4 separate regions of the Mus musculus genome follow, and all the other regions are linked to region 1. A link is a contact called in public HiChIP or PLAC-seq data. All regions are on one chromosome and are shown on one strand. The core of a region is the stretch at or near the end of the contact, and the rest is flanking DNA. Distances in the headings are between cores, read along the strand shown. Region 1 overlaps Agap1 (ArfGAP with GTPase domain, ankyrin repeat and PH domain 1). Region 2 has its middle 8.0 kb from the start of Gm19589. Region 3 has its middle 9.1 kb from the start of Platr5. Region 4 has its middle 22 kb from the start of Gm34930.

The links. HiChIP or PLAC-seq counts read pairs in DNA pulled down with a chosen protein or histone mark.
Region 2: a FOXA1 HiChIP or PLAC-seq map of pancreatic cancer cells shows a contact between it and region 1. The contact joins two enhancer-like sites. A contact is called at or near these places in 1 of 115 datasets of contacts at active chromatin or transcription factors (pancreatic cancer cells) and 1 of 9 other capture datasets (embryonic stem cells).
Region 3: a FOXA1 HiChIP or PLAC-seq map of pancreatic cancer cells shows a contact between it and region 1. The contact joins two enhancer-like sites. A contact is called at or near these places in 14 of 484 Hi-C or Micro-C datasets (the C2C12 cell line, Th1 cells, Th2 cells and 10 more) and 3 of 115 datasets of contacts at active chromatin or transcription factors (embryonic basal ganglia, pancreatic cancer cells and stem cell-derived neural progenitor cells).
Region 4: a FOXA1 HiChIP or PLAC-seq map of pancreatic cancer cells shows a contact between it and region 1. The contact joins two enhancer-like sites.

The regions. Positions count from the first base shown.
Region 1 is chr1:89,521,805-89,524,856 of GRCm38.p6, reverse strand. All of the region lies in intron 1 of Agap1 (ArfGAP with GTPase domain, ankyrin repeat and PH domain 1), which reads right to left. Among named protein-coding and RNA genes, the nearest start is that of Gm41914, 58 kb to the left of the region's middle. Within about 2 kb of position 1,451, at least 28 of the 459 cell types and tissues checked have an H3K27ac peak or open chromatin away from gene starts, as enhancers often do. A contact at or near this core is called in myocytes and pancreatic cancer cells, where this site is marked.
Region 2 is chr1:88,542,000-88,545,051 of GRCm38.p6, reverse strand. No RefSeq gene overlaps it. Among named protein-coding and RNA genes, the nearest start is that of Gm19589, 8.0 kb to the left of the region's middle. Within about 2 kb of position 1,586, at least 20 of the 459 cell types and tissues checked have an H3K27ac peak or open chromatin away from gene starts, as enhancers often do. A contact at or near this core is called in pancreatic cancer cells, where this site is marked.
Region 3 is chr1:88,762,462-88,765,513 of GRCm38.p6, reverse strand. No RefSeq gene overlaps it. Among named protein-coding and RNA genes, the nearest start is that of Platr5, 9.1 kb to the right of the region's middle. Within about 2 kb of position 1,488, at least 19 of the 459 cell types and tissues checked have an H3K27ac peak or open chromatin away from gene starts, as enhancers often do. A contact at or near this core is called in myocytes and pancreatic cancer cells, where this site is marked.
Region 4 is chr1:90,224,169-90,227,220 of GRCm38.p6, reverse strand. No RefSeq gene overlaps it. Among named protein-coding and RNA genes, the nearest start is that of Gm34930, 22 kb to the left of the region's middle. Within about 2 kb of position 1,415, at least 98 of the 459 cell types and tissues checked have an H3K27ac peak or open chromatin away from gene starts, as enhancers often do. A contact at or near this core is called in pancreatic cancer cells, where this site is marked.

The DNA of each region.
Region 1 (3,052 bases), core at 202-2,701:
AAAAAGAAAAAAAAAAAGGTTAAATCTCATGGAACCCTGGACAGGAAATAATCCCAGAGGTTAGCTGTAGGAAGAGCAGAGAGAAGAGACCAAGATATCATTTAAGATATCAGAACAGAAGACCTGAAAGTCATTTCTATTCTTGGGAAAGAAAGGAAGATCACAGAAAGAGATCACCTATGGTGTGTATGTATGAAACAACTGATCCCCTTCCTGCTAAGTATACATCCGCAATGCAAAGTCTGGCATGGCCAGCAGGGGGCAGTATAGGCGAGCAAGAAGCTAAGTCTAAGATCCCACTATCCACTTAGATTACTCACTTCCTTCCCTTCCTGCTGCTTCAATCGCCTTGTTTGCTGAGCATGAGTCTACAATTACCGCAGAACAAAAAATTTAACCTATGTGTACTCTTAAAATTCCCCTAAGAATGTGCCTCATCTCTTTTTTTATACTACCTGAATAAACAAGTCTGAAAGCCTAAAAGCCAAAAATTCACAGTATATGCACTTAAATGTATGTCTGTTTGCATGGTGATGATGTGTTTATGCTACAGTCAGCAAACACAGCTTGCTTAATGAGGCAAAAATCTTTGTCAGTTTTATAAAGCAAAGTTCATGAGAAATATTTAATATGTAAATAAAGCAGTAAAATGTGATCGAAAAACAAAAACAAACAAACAAACAATAACACACCTCACTAATACCACTACAACTCATCGTAAGACTTTAAGCCATTGTTTATTAAGTTAGACTCTCAGGCCTGTGGAGGTCATCAGCAGCCCACCTCTGAGAAGAGTGGATTATCCCACCCATTTCAATGACTCCCTTCACCACAAACCCAGAGGGGTCAGGAAAAGCTGGCTGTGTGCATTCCAGCATGCAAGCCTGCAAAAGTTCTGCCATCCACTGCAGGGTGAGGCACTCAGCTAGCATGCAGGACTGAAGCTGTAGCCCATAGCTTGCCAGCCACCTCAGAGCTGGGCAGGTAAACAAGGGGCTAACAGCTAGAGATGGCTGACTCTAGATGCTCAGTGACCCTCAAAGATAAAAAAGCGGCTGACTCCCACTCCACTGTTCAAAGCCCCTTTCCTCTGACCACAACTGACAGCAGTCAGAAGACAAAACTGCCTCTCTAGGGCTCGGAAGCCTCTGCCCACCCTGTGTCTATTCCCAATTGTCTTCAGCCTGGTGAGGGAAGGCGCTGCCTCCCCAGCCATCACAGCCCCAAGCACCGTCAGGGCCAAGGCCAGGCTTCTGCTCCCACAGAGACCATGGCCACTCCTCCCAGGGAAAGGAGGCTTGGAAAGCCAAGGTAAAGAACTTCAGTAGAAGAGGAGCGGACGATGGACCACTGGGAAATACCAACTGCCGAGGGGCCAGCTATACTCTGGAGTGAGCCAGGAAAACACGCCGCCTACGAGCTGTCTCCACTGGAAGAGTCTTTAAACATCCCCTCAGCAACAAGTTTCCCCAGCACTGTGCAGCAGGGCACTGCAGTCTCTGCAGTCAGCCTGTGGCGGTGGGCTGGCATCTGTGGCAAGATGGATCTGTAGCTCAGGCTGGCAATCTCGAATTGAGATAGCCGTAAGAGGAAGTTAAAGCAAACACTGGTGACAACCTGTGGGCTAAAGGAAATGCAGAGACTGGCCAAACAAGAGAATTCCAGAGCCCCACATCAGTGAACATAGCTTCCTGGTGGTGTGGCCTTTGGAGGGTCTACAAAAATCCAATGACCATTTTGTACCTAGATCTTGCTATGCGGAGAGGCCATTGGTCAGAGACACCAGTGCCTCATCATGGAGAATGAAAGGAAGCCTGAGAGGGACTAAAGACCACACAGAGACAGGTATGAGGGGTGGAGCCCCAGTGTTCTCTTTTTCCAGGGCACCTTCCCTGAAGTTCTCATTAAACATCAGCAGAACTAAACTGTGCATAGAAAATTACTGTTCCTCCTCCATCAAATGGCTCTACTTCCATTCCTGAGACCCACAGGAAAGGAGTCACAGCAGCCAGACCTCATTCTACCCCACCCACCACACCCCAGCATGCTTCACAGAGACCCTCAAGCTGCTGGCTGCAGTAACAAACCCCAGCTACAAAGCTGCTCTTCGGTAAAATAGATTGTTACAGGGCCATTGTGGGAACTCTCTCCGAGGAGACACAGAGCATCGTCTTCAACCCCCTCTCCCTTACAGGGTACCAACAACAAAACCACACAGTAAGATTCCACTGTAGCCCAACGGGAACTAAGGGAAGCACGGGAGAGGGGTTATCTCCAGGAGCAGCTGCCACTAGGAAGCCTCGGCCCCAGCATGGATGACAGCTTCCCCATAGCTGTATAGGAGTCCTACTCGCAGTTAACATTCCACCGTCTACAGTACTTCACCCAGACCACGTGCAATTTAGCCAGAATTAACATATAACTGGCCAGTAAGTGCAAAAGAGTGTGACTGAGCTCAGCCGAGGGTCCAATGAGCCTCCCTACACCTCTCCTACTCTGAGGGAACGCCGCCTGTCAAGGAGTCATGGCTTGAGAGTCTCTCGCACGTAGCCACGGCTGTTCCCGTGACACCCACACTGTGCTCAGAGGACAGCGCTCCACGGCAAGGACTGAAAACAAAAGGGTGTGTTTCGCCCTTTCAAGAAGGCCTAGCACACAGCAGGCACTGCACAGGCTGAGCTCGGAATCTCAACCCCATACCTGTTATTTTGACTTGGCAGAAGCGCAACTCAAGGACAGCTGTGTCTCTGGCTGCCTTTCACTCACCAGCTGTCTGGAGCTCAAGCAAGGATCTTTCACCCTTCCACTGGATTCTCCTTTTCCACCCAGGAGGCTTTGCGAATATACAAAGCAGGCAGCAGGTTAGCAAGCTCGGTTAACAAGGGAGACAGAAGTGATTCTGTTACTGTCAGGTTTATATACAGGTAATGTGTTTTCTCTACTAATGGCTCAAAATTATTCATTTCAAGCCACTGGCTTTTCCAAGCAAGCAAGGATTTAGTGAGCCTTTCCAGTTTCGCCAGCACAAGGATCAACTACAGGCCGAGCGGGG
Region 2 (3,052 bases), core at 337-2,836, 980 kb after region 1:
TGTGTCTGCTTTAGCAAGACATCCTTTCACCAGTGTGCCCCAGCAAAACATCATTTGGCATAACTAACTTTCCAAAGAACTAGAATTTCCACTTCAGGTAAGTGTCAGACTTGGTGAACAGGGCTGTGAGGAGAGATGCCACTAGACTGTGTGGGTCTAGTGTAGGGTCATGGTCCTGACCATTCTATACAATATAGACATGGCAACCACTCTGCTGGGGACTTGGGAATGGACTGGTGTTCTAAGGTGGCTAGAAGCTGACACACTGCCGCTCAGGTTAGGTTAAGAAGGATCTGGCCTATCAGGGAGTGGAGGAAATCATAAAGTAAGGGGTGGCATGAGGAATGGGCTCTCCTAAAATACTATGCCTTTATTTTTTTAAAAACACATTGAGTCCAATTAGTGCTGTCTACATTTTCTTGGGTAGATGTCTATTCACTGGAGTGTGGTTGACCTACTATGGGACACACCTTTTCAAAAACTAATTTTCTATTTCCAGGAAGCTGTCAATTACCAATAACTCCCTAGCCAGGGGTGGGGCTTAAGTCATCATACAGGTACATGCTCATGTTGTTTGGTGTAGGGGACATGGTCATGATGCATTAAACATGGTTGTTTTGTTTGGGGCACAGGTGTGGGGTGTAGAATATAATTAGATGTGGTCATGATATATAGGGCATGGTTGTGGTGTATGGGGTATGGCCATAGTGTTTGGAGCATAGTTATGGTATATGGGACATGGTTCTCTGTGCATCACCCATAGTAAGTGAGCCAGTAGAGCTTTTAAAAGCTCCACTGGGGACACTGAGATGGCTGAAGGCACTTGCCACCAAGCCTGATGACTTGAGTTCAATCCCTGTGTCACAAGTGGAGGAAGAAGAAAATTGACTCCCACACCCATGCTGCAGATTGATTGTGAACACAGAGGGGGTGGGGGAGGGGAGGGAAGGGGGAAGGGAGGGAGAGAGGGAGGGAGGAGGAAAAGGAGAGATGTAAAAAACCAATCCCTCAACTGGAATGAAATTTGCCTTTATGTAGTATTCTGCAAAGATCCTCATTCACTTCCCGGGTGAGAGCCATGATTCTAGGGACACCCCCCCCCCCGGGTATCAGGGCCACACCACCACCACCTATGTGTCTCATTTTCCCACTAAGACTAGTCCCCATGCACTTCAGTGCCGGTTAACAAAAGCATCTCAAGTGAGTGGCTCTTTTGGAAGTGAAATTTCCTGCCACCCCCTCTCTTCCCTTGGCTGTGAACCACAGCTTTCCTAACATGTAACTGTGTTTTCTGTTTGACTATTCAGAAACCAGGCCCAGTTACTATCAGCTACGAATGGCAAGCTGAAACATGTGCTGGTGACTAGATTTTCACCTCATTGTCACATTTCTACAATCAAAAAAATTCTGGGGACATCTCCCAGGAAATTGATTTGTGTCTTTGGAAAACAGCCATACAGACATTAAGGGGTCCATCCCCATTTACTGCAGGCTTTCCTGCACCCTTCCTTTTCCCTCACACCATCTCATATCCTGTGAGTCACAGAAACTAGTCTCCCAGGCAGGAAGACTCCCACAGAGAACACTGTGTGGCCAGTGCCAGGTATTCTTGTCAGGAGATGGCTCTCGTACATGCCCTTGCAACGTGCTGCAGCAAGCCAAGGGGAAATGTCATCTTCTAATCTCTTGACTTAGAGAAGTCTTATGTATTTGAAGGCTTAAGTCCCAGAAGGCCTCAGAAATGCCATCTCTGGGTTTAAGCTCCCTGCAGAATGAGGGACAGCTTTCCCATCATCCTCTTAGCTGATGGTCGTGAACAGCAGTATAGCTGGAGGGAAGCTGACCTCTCTGGCCTTTCTCATCCTCCATAGGGTGTAAGAATACTTTTCTACCTTTACCATGTTCCATGCAGAGGAGGCTGATGTGTGTTCAGAAGCCGGCAAAGTTGATGAGCACAAAGGTAGGTTGCTCGGTAGTTGAATGGTGACTGGAAATGACATTCTTCCAAGACCACCATACCTTTGCATCTCTACTTGCACTTAGCTGTGATTCTCTTTCTCTCTCTCTCTGTCTCTCTGTCTCTGTTTTTTTGTCTCTCTGTCTCTGGCTCTCTCTGTGTGTATCTCTCCTCTCTCTGGCTAGTGAGATGGCTCAGTTAGTAAAGTGTCTGCCACACCAGCATAAGGACCTGAGTTGTATCCACAGCACACGTGTAAAGCCCTTGACATGATGGCACGCATGGAAGAAAAGGTGTGAAGAGAGGAGGGGCCCTGGAGATTGCAGGCAGACAGTCTAGCTGCATTGGTAAGCTCCAGGTTCCAGGAGAGACCTTGTCTCTCTAAGGTGAGAATGATAGAAGGCACACACACACAAACACAAACACACAGAGAGAATGTAAGTTTTCTAAGAGCAGAGATATCATCTCCTTCAGCCAGGTCCCAGAATTGTGCCTGGAACATGAGAAGGGCTCAGTGTACACATGTTGGCTGTGTACAGTTTTAATTTATTTAAATTAATACTGAATCTTAATGTATTCTAACCAATATGGAAATATTCTGAGTTCAGAAATACTAGGGTGAACTAAAATATTATATTTTGGTTGCCTCCCTCACTCTGATTCCCACACTTCCCCAACGATGATAAAATAATGATTTTTTTTTAAATGACATCATACTATTGCCTCTGCTCTTAAGGTTGGGTTGTCTCATTCACTCACGTGAGTCTCTACGAGCACCAGCACTGTTCTCATCTGCATCTTCATAGACAAGGAGCCCAAGATTCCCAGGTAAAGGAGTTTCTCCCAGGCTCTCCCTCTTCTCGGGTGATGAACGGTGATTTGAACAGTTCCTGCTGACTATAGAGTCTACATCTGTTCCTGGGACCCTTTGGTGAATTCAAACCTATGTGGTGACCTCAGGGGAATAGCTACTCAACCAGAAGAGATGAACACAAAACTTGGCATCAAAGGTTCCCAGGCCGATGAGAGTCAATGACGAAGAAAACCAAGGCAAGTAAGATACTCTTGACTGGACATGACTATCAGCAGGGTTCC
Region 3 (3,052 bases), core at 239-2,738, 760 kb after region 1:
GGGGCCTGAAGCCATCATCCCCACCCCAGTGTGATTTCATTGACATCATCTTGAAATGAATGCCAAATCACATGAGACGCCAAAAAGACTGCTTTTGCCACGGTAGCTAACCCCTGGCCACCTGGAGCCTGTCATCTGATCCTGCAAAACCTACCGCCAAACCTTGGGCATACTGAACTTCAAAAGGCAGAATTTCAACGTCCTAGTCAACAGCAGTGGAAGGAGGTCCAATTGAAGTAAACCCAACATGTCTTGAATGCTTGACAGGACACTTGGCTTTGGGGCTTTTGAACTTTCTGAGCCTGGGTTGATGATCTGAAGCTGCATCAATACTCTGCTTTCTGTGAATCTATTCAGTGACCCACACTATGGCATGCACACCTCTTCCCAACATCTCTTCCCAAGGAAGAGAAGTCTTGCATGACACAAGAAATGAAAACAAAAGCGGCATATAACAGTGTAGCAATATAGCAATGTAGCAATATAGCAATGTAGCAATATAGCAATGCACCAATATATCAAAGTAACAATACACTTAACCTCTAGTGATCCTAAGGAGTGGGTACTGTGATCTCCATGCATACTGAAGACTCTAACATGAAGTGCTGTGTCTGGTCATAGCTGTGCACACCCTCCTGTGACCCTGAATCTCATCTCCATGAGATTCCCAACTACTGTATCATGGTCACTGTGAGAGATGGAGGCAGTGGTAATGATGACCCTCTGATGTCTGGGTCACTCCTGTCTAGACTTCTGAGTCCCTGGTAAGTTATGAAGGTCATTTCCCCCTCATCTTTGCCATCATTTCAGCTGGTGGCCTCCATGCATGGAGCACCTGCCAGTGACACTCACCAGCCTGGCAAAAGTTCTCCTATGACTTCAGCAAGCAGGACACGGGAGCACACTCTAAGTCATATTGATACTTTACAAATATATGTCCACCTGATTGTCACTGATTTTTTTTAAGAATAGTTAATTATTTTTCCATCATGAATGTCATAGAGAATCAATATGAAAAATCAATAATAAAAAACTAATCCCTAATAGCCCCACCGAGCAAAGCTCATCTTGGCTAAAGTTCATCGACTTTGTAGAGTTATTTTGTTGTTTTATTTTGGTGATACTATGGCTGGACTCCAGAGCCTCAAACATGCCAGGCAAGTGTTCTACTCCTCTATTATATGGGTAGAATATATTTTAGTGTGAGTTTTGGTGACTTTATTTTTGCCTGTGTTTACACTACAAGAAATGTAGAACAGTATTCAGGAGACCCACGTCTGGGGCCAGGCAGCCTGGGTATAACAGTCAATAGGCTCAGCCATTCTGACTCAGTCTCTAAACATCTGTGATGGTTATTAATTATTAATTTGACTGGATCTAGAATCATCACAGAAACAAGCCACTCCCAGTCTGCGGTCTGCATACTGGGCACTGTCTGAGGGGATCTTTGGGGCTCTGGCCTGGCCAGAATAGCCAAACAGTTGTGGCTCTCTGAGGGGACGAAGAGCCACAGCAAGGAGGGCTGCCAGGCCTTTTCTGCAGCTGCCCCAGAGTTGGCTGCTGCACCTGCCCTGGAGTCAATGACAGGCAACAGCATGCAACAGGAAAGCAGTGGGCGGGGCTGGGAGCCAGGGTTGGGCGGGGCCACTGAGCAATGGGAAGTGACTACCTTAGGCTCAGGGAGCTTCCAGCAATGAAAGTTTCAGGAGAGAATTCTCTTCCTCAACGTGTTAGGACAGTCTTTGATGAAATAACTTGTGCACTTTATTCCTTGTGGATAGGGTCTTATATTCATTTGGTGATAGGCTGAGGTCTAAAAGCAGATGCTTTCTATTGGCTTGTTCTGAGATGTTAGGGATGCCTCATCTGCATGTGGGGGGATTCGGGTGTTGCACCTATGTGACTGATTGTCACAGTCCTCTCCATGGGGTGTCGTGGTCATGTGTTGCAGGACAGGAACCTGGTAGGAGTAGATTAAACCCCTATCATTCTCAGAAGTGAGAATTATCAGGGTTTCTGAATCCACTCAACCTCACCAAGTTTTCTGTCTAGTGGCAGAGGCCACTGCCCCGCCAGCCCCTAGCCATGTTTGTGAGGGAGTCTCCAGACTGGATTAACTGAGCTGGGAATGCCTCTCCTAAATGTAGCATTGCGCTCTAGGTTTGGATTCTGAACTATGCATGAATAGGTGAGCAAGCTGAGCTGTGGGCATGCATCTCTTTGTGATTCTCTCTGCTCTTGACTATGTATGTGCCGTGACTCCCTCTTCCAAGTTCCTGCCTTGACTTCCCTGCTATGTAACCTGGAACTGTAAGCCAAATAACCTCTTTCCACCTTAAACTTGTTTTAGGCAGACTTACTTTATCATAGCAACGGAAAAGACAAGTCATCTCTCCCTCTGGCGCTGGTGATCCAATGCAGGTTGTCAGGCTTGGCCACAGGTGTCTTTTCTCCCAGAGACATCTCCCCAGCCCTCTTTGTCAGGCATCCAATTGTCATAACAAGTAATTGAAACCATTCTGAAACAATTGGCTTCTTAGTCAGTAATGTGGAGATAAAATTGTCTTAAAACTAAAACATGAATGGAATTCCCAAAGGATCAACAGTGGGATGAAAAAATACACACACACACACACACACACACACACACACACACACATATACATACACACAAACACATATACACACACATACACACACATGCACACATACACACATACATATATACACATACATACACACATATACATACACACAAATACATATACATATACATACACACATACACACACAAACACATATACATACATACACACACATATACACACATTGCATTTAACATCTAATACAGGTGTTTTTAATCCCAATGAATATAATAGATCCTATTTTTTAAAATTTACCCTTTCTGTCTTTTCTTATCATTATTACATAAGAAATTTTAAAATCATATGACATGCTGGCAGTAGTATTTTATTGAGTATAGGGGTAACACACACACACCTCTTACTCATTTAACACTAATTATGTATCTATTGTAGGCTATGCACTGAGC
Region 4 (3,052 bases), core at 166-2,665, 700 kb before region 1:
ATGGCTCTGCCCCACCTCTGATTTCTCCACTCTATTTGCCTTTGGGAAGCTCAAATTTAAAGCAGAAAGAAGAAAAAATTCAGTGTGGGCTCTGTGGTGCCCAAGTCTCTCTCTCTCTCTCTCTCTCTCTCTCTCTCTCTCTCTCTGTGTGTGTGTGTGTGTGTGTACGTGCTTTTGTGTCTCTCTGTGTGTACATACATGTATGTGCATGAGTGCTAGCATGTATATATGTGTGCATTCGAGTATGAGAATGTGTATGAGTGTAAATGTGTTCCTGCATGTGTGTGAGCATGCCAGTGTGAGTGTGTGTGCATGTGTATATGTGTATATATGTCTGAGGTGTGTGTGTATGTGAGTATGTGTGTATGTGTGTATGTGAGTATGTGTGCGTGCACACACACTTGCCCATGTGTAGGTCAGAGATTTATGTCAGGTGTCTTAGGTGTTTTCTTCAATCCATTTTCACTTTTTTTTTAAACACGGGCACTCTCCCTGAACCTGGAACTCACATATTGGCTAAACTGGCTGCCTCCCAGCACTGGGATGACAGACTCACTCCTCCTCTTCCTCCTCTTCTTCCTCCTCTTCCTCCTCTTCCTCCTCTTCCTCCTTCTCTTGTTTGATGTTGTTGTTAATGTGGGTACTGGACATGGAGAATGGAGACTCGGGCCTTTGAGTTTGACCTTACCAACTGAGCCATCTCCCTTTGCCCCTTAACCTGAATTGTATCCAGTCCCTGGAAAATTTTGAGAGAATATGAACAGTGGGGCCCACCCTGTAGCCCCTAAAACAAAGCCCCATGGGAGCAGCCCCAGAAACCCATGGTGTTTTGGAATCTTCCAGTTAAGTCTCCCCGCTGGAATGCGTGAATTCAGAGTTACCACTGACGGTTGGAAGGATCCTTCAGGACTTCTCAGATCCTGGGATGCATTGTGAATTTCCCACAATGCAATGCAGGGTTTCTCAACCATATCTGACTTCCAAGCATGCTTTTCCAAGCAAGGGGCAGGGGTCACTTAGAGGCAACCTCTGCTGAAGTACCTCACCTCAGGAGCCATCCCAACACTCTTGCTGGCCAGACTTAATGAAGTCACTCACGGCTAGTTTGTCTCAATGGTATCTCACAGTCTGATGGTTGAGAAATGAGAGCCGGGACCTGGCTTTCAGGTTTGGCCACAAAGGCAGGCGATGACTTAGCTGATCTCAAACGTGATTTATCTTTCCCCACCCAGACTCTCACCAGGAAGATGAATGCCTGGGGTCCACACAGTAAGACTAGCTGGGGCAAAGAAGAAGTGATGAATTGATTAAGTCGGTTTAGAGGCAGGCCACCAGCAACCACACCTAATTACTCAGTCAGCACTCAGGGCCTGAGCATGAATTCCACACCAGTGACTCACTGGTCTTCCTTCCACAGGCTGCCGGACATGTTTCCTCCTTGAACACTTTGGGCGAGCTTGAGGAGCCCTGGCCTCTGCTAGCACTGTAGCCCATGGGCATCACCCAGGCAAGATGCCAGCCCTGACGATAGAGAGGAAGTATCTGGGGACCCAAGACTGTTCTCATAGAACATGGGATAATTTAAAGTTCGGCCTCTGCTTGTGTCAAGTATTAGGACTGACAACAAAGAGGAAAGAGAGAAATGTTAGACACCAGAGAGAGGGGAGGAGAAGTGGCCCCTGACTGCCTGTCTGTTGGGAGGGGTTGTGTGAGGTCCAGAGAAGGGGTTGGCTGTCTCAAGGTCCAGGCAAGAGAAGAATTCCTGATAATCACTCAGGAAAGAGAATATGGTGCAGGGTGGGGATAGGGAGGTGTGTGTGGGGGGTGGGGGAGGGGGACCTTCCTAAGGGTATCAGGGGTCTTGGAAAGCCATCAAAAGGAAGCCCAGAGCTCAGCTTCAGGGAAGCAGCAGCTGCCTCCAATGTTGGTGTATCTCAGCTAGGGAAGGACCCAAAGCTAAGTAGCCAAAAGGAGCTACAAGCAGGCACTGCCATGGGAACTGGGGCTACAGAGATGAGATGAGCCTGCCAGAGACACTGAACACAGTAGAGAGGGAAGAGGACCTCTCAGGCTGTGACAAAAGAAAAAAAGAAAAAGAAAAAGAAAAAGAAAAAAACCCAAAAAAAACTACAAAGTATAGTGGTAGAAGGCAGTGGCTGAAGTCACTCCTTCCACCTAAGGCACAGAAGAGGAGGATGGGAAAATGTCTGAGAGCACCAGGAAAGAAAGGCTAAATAGTCCCTCAACAGAAATGGAGGGCAAGGGGCTCCGGGAACCACAGTCACACCCAGATCAGGCAGCCTACTCAGGGATGCAGCCAGCATCCTCAGCAAACAAAAGAACCACCTCCAAGTTAGGGTTGGTTTGCCTCAGCACTGTGGACATTTAGGACTGGATCATAGACTACCGCAAGCACCACCCTGGGTACTACAGGATGTCTAGACACATCCCTGACCTCTGGCTACTGGATATTAGTTAGCAGCAGCATCCAAGTATAACACCCAAGCTATCTCCAGACCTTGTCAAGGATTCCCTGGGAGCAGAACCACGCCCTGTTGAGAACCACTACTCTGACTCATGGCAGGGGGAGATCACATGGGTCTTCCATCTCAGGTAAGCTCATCTGAAGAAATTGCACATGCAAATCGGTGGATGGTAGAGTAAGAAGGACCCTTTTTGTCAGCAGGACACTGCAGTACAGCAGTAGCTGGATCCACTGTGGCATGGCTAAGCTCAGAGGCAGCCCATTTCCTATGACCAGTGAAGCATAGGGCGTAGCCATGTATTTCCAGGGAAGTGATGCTTCCTTCTGCCGTATGTTTCACAAGGTACAGAAGGGAAAAGCAAGCAGAGAAAGAAGGGGGACGGAGCTCAACTGTGACAGTCACTAGCATCATGCTGACCCCTGCAAGGACAGATTGGACAGCGTGAGCTTCCCTGGCAGAGCAGAAGCCTGAAGAAACACAAAGCTAGAGTTGTACAGGCCTGCACTGGCTCTCAGCCTCAGAGCCAGGACATCTGTCAAAGCAGGACACCAGAGTCATACATACAG